Linked DNA regions of Mus musculus: region 1 is linked to region 2. A link is a contact called in public Hi-C data. All regions are on one chromosome and are shown on one strand. The core of a region is the stretch at or near the end of the contact, and the rest is flanking DNA. Distances in the headings are between cores, read along the strand shown. Region 1 holds the start of Erbb2 (erb-b2 receptor tyrosine kinase 2). Region 2 overlaps Ikzf3 (IKAROS family zinc finger 3).

Region 1 (2,958 bases), core at 128-2,627, 81 kb after region 2:
ACCCACACGGGGTGACTGTCAGCTTTTACGCTCATGGTAGAACTGGACATATGGGTCAGTATACACACTGCTGGGTCACCCTCCCAGCCCCCAACACGAAGATAAAGGCAAGAAAACAACCCAGCTCTCTGTCTACCCCTAGCTGACCTTACTCCTTTTCGGTGCCCTCCCCCCGCCCCCAAATGCCCAGGAACCCTTTCCAGTTTATTGTATGGAAGCCGGGAAAACACAAGACCACCCTTCAAGATCCGAGCCTTCCCGGAATCCCAAAGCACACAGTACTTAAGCTGGCTCTAAGGAAATTTGTTCAAAACAGGGCTGTGGAGTGTGCAGCACTGTGATAGAGGGCTTGCCTAACACGGGCGAGACTGGGATGGAGGGTAGGGGTGTTCCATCCCCAGCACAGAAGAGAGAGAGAGAGAGAGAGAGAGAGAGAGAGAGAGAGAGAGAGAGAGAGAGAGAGAGAGAGAATGAGAGAGAACTGTTGCAAACAAATGCCTGCCCCTCCTCCTGCTCCCCCATATCCCAGACACTATCGATAGGCAACTCAACTGCGGAGCCGCCACTCGGTCCTCCCTGCTCGACAGGATGGGTTACTTTCCCCACCGCCCCCTCCACGGCGACCCCACTGGAAGCTGGAGTAACTTACTAAACCCAAAGGGCCAGAGGGGGTGGGAAGGGGGAGGGGAGGGGCAGAGGGGACCCCGAAGGCATCCTGCCCAGTCCGGTCCGGAGGCGGAGGCTGCCAACTGGAAGAGCTCTGAGAAAGCGTGAGGGGGGCTCGAAAGGGGGGAAGCAGGCGCACGCACGCACAGCGCTTCACACACCCTCCGGAGGAAAACTTTCCGACTAGTTTCAGAGAACTTTCCCAAGGAGTTCCCGGAGTCTCCTGGAGCCCGGGAGGCTCCGGTGTAGCGAGAAGGGGCCGGTCCGGACCTCCAGTGTGGTTCTCCGAGTGACTGTCCCATCCCCAACTGCTCCGATCTCCTCCGGGCCGCGGCGCCGGTAGCCGGAATCGTCCCAACGTCCCGGACCGCCCGGCCGTGGAGCTCTCGGGGCCCCGCGGCTCCGGCCGCCCGTGGGCGCAGCCGTAGCGGCCCGAGCCCTCCCCAAGCCAAGACCCACCTTGGGTACCCGCGGCTCCGGGGGACAGGAGGGCGAGGAGGAACCCCCAACGGCACCAGGCCGCCAGCTCCATGATGATCACTGCGGCTCCGGCCCCATGGCTCAGGCTGGACCAGGCTGCGGGCGCGGGGCGCGGCGAGGGCAGGCACAGGCGCGGCGCCGGAAGGGGCCGCCTGGGAAGGGGCGCTCCTGGGCTCCGGGTCCCCAGCGGCGGGCAATCTCAGCTCCACAACTTCACGCCGCACTTCCTCGAGCAGCCCTCCTCCTCCGCCTCCTCCGCCGCCGGTGATTGGGAGCCGCGCGCTCCCGGCTCGCCCCCCCACCCCTCCAACTGCATTCCAGCAAGACTGGGAGTGGCTGCTCCCAGCTTCACTTTCTCCCTCCCGGCGCAGGCCTGGGTGCGTCGCGCCCTGTGCCCTGACGCCTCGCTTGCTTGCTTGCAGTTCTCACCCACTTCCTAAAAGCAGGGCATCTCTTTACCCCTCTTTGCAGTCTTGGGTGGGTTTTATCTTGGATACTCTTGGAACGTTTGCATCACACTCTTAATACCAGATAAATGGTTTGTCGCCACATCCTCAGGTAAAATCAGCCTGGGAAGGGAATGTGTTATGTCTAACTGGTGACTTCCAAGACTCTCTGGGATATCAATTCTGTCCTTTTGGGTATCTCCTGCCTGATCTTAAAGGAACCCACAGAACTAGGAGAAGCGAGTCACATCGGGAGCCCTCTGTTCATCCTTGGAAGAACAGCTTCTCCTGTTTCTTTCTCTTTTTAAGACTTATTTTTATTTCAAATTATGTGTGGTCATATATGGGTTTTGGGGGGTGTCACATAAGTGCTGTTGCCCACAGAGGTCAGAAGAGGAAGTGGGAATCCCCCAGAGCTGGAGTTACAGGGTGCCGCCCACCCACTTTGGTGCTGGAAACAGAACTTGGGTCCTCTGCAAGAGCAGCACAGGCTCTCAACTGCTTAGCCATCTCTCCAACCCCATGCCCACTTCGTTCTGACTTTACCCAGTTCTCAGTTTCATTCATCGTCCTCTCTCTCCCTGTCCTTTTCGCCTGCCAGTTTACCCCTGAAGTACCTAGATATCACTCCTGAAGCCTGGTAACAGGTGAGAAAGGAAACAAAGGTATGCCTTTGGTTGGAAACTCCAAGAACACATTGCAAGAGACATGTTTACCAGGATGAATTGCCCGTCGTTTATCTGAAATTCAAATTGAACTTCATTACGTCCTTCTTCTTTATCTGCTACATCTGATGATGGTACTTGGAATGTTCCAGTAAAGAACACACCTGTGCTGGTCAAGATGCAATCAGAGGCATCTTTGGGGGAGAGAAATGAAGGGTGGCCCTCTCTTAATCTACTTTCATTGAACTGAAACTCAGTTTCAGGCAGACACTTCCACGCTAGGGGCCAAAGAACATGGGACTCTGGTATCTAGAAGACCTGAGTTCGTATCTTCCCTCTATCACATTCTGGCAGTGAGACCTTAGGCAAGTGACTGACGATCTCTGGGTCTTGTTTTACAAATCTGTAAGACTGTGTGTGCTAGGGGCTAAAGGAGAAGACACTCTAGAAGCACTCAGCAGTGTAGTGCTTGACACATAATAACTGCTCAGTAAATGATCCCAGATTTAGCCATTCTGGGGCAGATGGGGTGTTTGTGGGGATCAATTTGAGGTACTCAAAGAGAAAGAATACAACATTATAAATCACACCACCACACCCAGAAGTAGAACAAGAGGGCTGAGCCTGTGTTTTGGTGATAATGTATTTGCCTAGCATTGGGGCAGGGAAGAGGGGACAGGAAGGAATTTGAATAGAGAGAA
Region 2 (3,018 bases), core at 415-2,914:
CAATGTGAACAGACCAAGGACACTTAGAAGTTTAGCTGGATGAGGAGATTTCAGGACTAAGAGCCAACATCCCAAGGATAAGCTTGGCCCGGATCTCAAAAAAGCCCTTTTAGTTTTGTTCCTGCATTTTGACTTTATTTTGTTGGCAGTGGAGAATATTCCAGAGTTTTGGCAGCTCTGTGACATGAGCCACACTTTAGTTTTAACACAAAACACAGTACACGGGATGAGCTGGAATGGTCCATATCATGAAGGCTCCGGATAGGAGGAGAGGACACGGGGCCAGGGAGTGATGGGTGTGGGAGGTGGTGGGTGAGCATCCTTGAATGTGTGACCCAAACAAGAAGAACAGAAGGTGACTGCAGGGCTCACAGCCTGAGTTAACTAACGGGGAAGAAATACTTTGACTTGAGAGGATTTGAAAATAGGATTGGAGAGGAGGGAAGTGTGGCATCTGGAACTGTATACATCTGGGGACTGATCACATTAGGCCTTGGTGGGACCCTTAAGAATGGTTGGGATTGCCCTAGAGAAGTATTCAGGGGGGAAAAAAACAGAGGGTTAGCCTCAGAACTTAGGAGGTAAGTGTGGGCAAATGAGTAAATTGTCCCAGGGCACAGAGTCGATTGCAGATGCCAGATTCCAGGGAATTTGGGGGAGCTAGAGGCAGTAAGTGTAAATCCAACTAGAAAGCTATGAGGAGAGAATGAGCTTAGGTTCCTTGTGATGCGATGCTCACCTAGACAGATATCGCTCCTCAAGAGCTGCTCACCTTGTTTTTTGAGACAGTGCACATCTCTCACTGAGCATACTTGTCAGCATTTCCTTGTGGCATTAGTAGATTGCCTGTGTTTCTTTGGCTCCAAGAAATCTTCCTCCCAGAGTATAGAATGAATCTCTTCAGTGGGAGTCCAGTGGCTTTCCTGGTTTGGGTTCAGTGGCCCATTTTGGAGGCTGAGGGCCCAGTGGCCTCTCAGGAATCCCATCTGTACCTTTGTGTCTCTCGGGTTTTGAGTCTGCACCTCTATTTGCCTTTCCATGATAAACCATAAAGTTGCTGAACCCCAGTAACTTTATTAGTTAAATTGTACTGTAGCCCCGACGGTCCTGGAGCTCTTTTCTGCTGCCCCTTTCAGTCCTGCTGGTCTTCAGTTCTCAGTAGAAGACGTTTTTCCGTTGAGGTTCTTTTAAACGCCTACATGCAAACTGAAGTGCACTCAAGCTTTGGTGGAATGTCACCCACAGCTGGAACAGCGGAGGCAAGGGGGGACACCAGCCTTGAGTTCACACTTCTCTTAAATGGTGAAAAAGAAAAACAACGCTCAAGGAAACAGATTCCATAGGAAAGCAGGCAAGATCCAGGAAGAAAGAAACAGAGAAACGAAGAAAGAAACGAAGAAAGCTAGCTAATCTCTTTCCCTGTAAGACACAGAAATCATTTCCCATCCAAGCAAGATGCAGCAGGAGACAACGTGGCCCAGCCACCCATAGCTGCAGTCAAGGGGTCGTGAACCACGACCTGTGACAAGCAGTGAAGCAGTGTGGCCCTGACGATGGTGGTTAGGCCTTGTCTTGCTCCATTAAGCAAACACAGTTAATACAGATGAAAGGAAACCCTGATAGAAGTGAAAATTGAAACCAGGGTGGAAGGCACAAGCCCCGTGCAGCTGCCGTGGCACTTCCTTCTCTGCTAGCAGGATCAACACTTCTGATATGTTTTGGAAGGGATGTAGTTTTTAAAAATATCGTGGGTTTTTTTTTTTTCTTCACAGTGTTTTGGGTTTTTACATCTACCCCAGTGAGAGAAGGATGTGGAATAGAGATGTTAAACAGATGTGGGAGGATGGGGTCCAACCCAACCACCTGGTAGTTTAAGTTTAGCACTATTTATTTATTGATTTATTGATTTATTTTTACATGTATGAATGTTTTGACTGATAGTATGTTGGTAACCACCTGTGTTCCTATGGAAGTTAAAAAAAAAAAAGGGACTTCAGATCCCTTGGAACTGGTGATAGGGGTGGTGGTGAGCCACCATGTGCATGTTGGGAACCAAACCCAGGTCCTCTGCAAGAGCAGCCAGTCCTCATAACTGCTGAGCCATCTCCCCAGACCCAGCATAACCTGTGCCAGGAACTGGCTGTGTAAAATTAGGAAAATGACTGACTCGTGTCTGCTTCCATATTTCCTGTCTGAGAAGGAAAGGGGCGGGGGGGGGGGGGTGGGGGAGTTGGATTAGCCAACCTCTAAATTCTCTTTTGCTCTAAATTCCATTGATTTGTGTTTCTTCGTGGGAAAGTAAGCCTTCCAATGTTTAAACACTCAGTGCTTGAAAGAATAAGCACCTACATAGCAAGCTTTGCTTATGAACATGTCTTACATGTTGGTCTCATGAGGCAAGTTTTTAGAGGGTTTTTTGAGAGGGTTAATATATAAACTTGCCTTCTCCATTTCTTCTGTTGTTTGGCTTTATTTTGGGGGACAGGACCTCATTCTGTAGCCCACACTGGCCAAAAACTCACTGTATAGACCAAGCTGGCCTCATACTCAGAGATCTACCTGCATCCTGGGCCTCCAGAGTGCTTGCACTATAGGTGCAAGCCACCATGTCCAGCCAGCCTTCTGTGTGTCTTACGTCCTCCCAGTTGGCAAAGTGTTTGCCACACACACATGAGAACCTCAGTTTAATCTCCAGCACCCAAATAAAGCAGCAGGTATGATGGCAGGTGCTTGTAACCCCAGCACTGAGGAGGTGGAGACAAGAGGCTCCTTGGTGCTCGCTGGCTGGCCAGCCAGCTTGGCCTGATCACTGAACCTCAGGTCCCAGTGAGAGGTGGGCACTGTCTCAAAAAACAAGGTGAACAGCTCTTGAGGAGCGACATCTGAGTTGACTTACACACACACACACACACACACACACACACACACACACACACACACAAGGGTTGTAGCAGGATAGAAGAGAGCACCAGGAAGTGGAATGCTGCTTCTGTTCTGTGTTCTGTTCCCCCTGACTGT

Evidence for each region. Hi-C and Micro-C count contacts between places; a contact is called where the count stands out from the background.
Region 1: a Hi-C map of nephron progenitors shows a contact between it and region 2, with 2.2 times the contacts expected there. The contact joins the promoter of Erbb2 here to the enhancer-like site in region 2. A contact is called at or near these places in 2 of 39 promoter capture datasets (hematopoietic stem and progenitor cells and macrophages), 2 of 484 Hi-C or Micro-C datasets (embryonic stem cells and nephron progenitors), 3 of 115 datasets of contacts at active chromatin or transcription factors (effector CD8 T cells and embryonic stem cells) and 1 of 9 other capture datasets (liver).

What each region holds. Positions count from the first base shown.
Region 1 is chr11:98,410,903-98,413,860 of GRCm38.p6, reverse strand. Erbb2 (erb-b2 receptor tyrosine kinase 2) reads right to left here and starts at 1,377. Exons shown (of 27, transcript NM_001003817.1): 1 at 1,126-1,377. The coding sequence starts at 1,198.
Region 2 is chr11:98,491,802-98,494,819 of GRCm38.p6, reverse strand. All of the region lies in intron 3 of Ikzf3 (IKAROS family zinc finger 3), which reads left to right. Among named protein-coding and RNA genes, the nearest start is that of Grb7, 46 kb to the right of the region's middle. Within about 2 kb of position 1,664, at least 57 of the 459 cell types and tissues checked have an H3K27ac peak or open chromatin away from gene starts, as enhancers often do. A contact at or near this core is called in effector CD8 T cells and nephron progenitors, where this site is marked.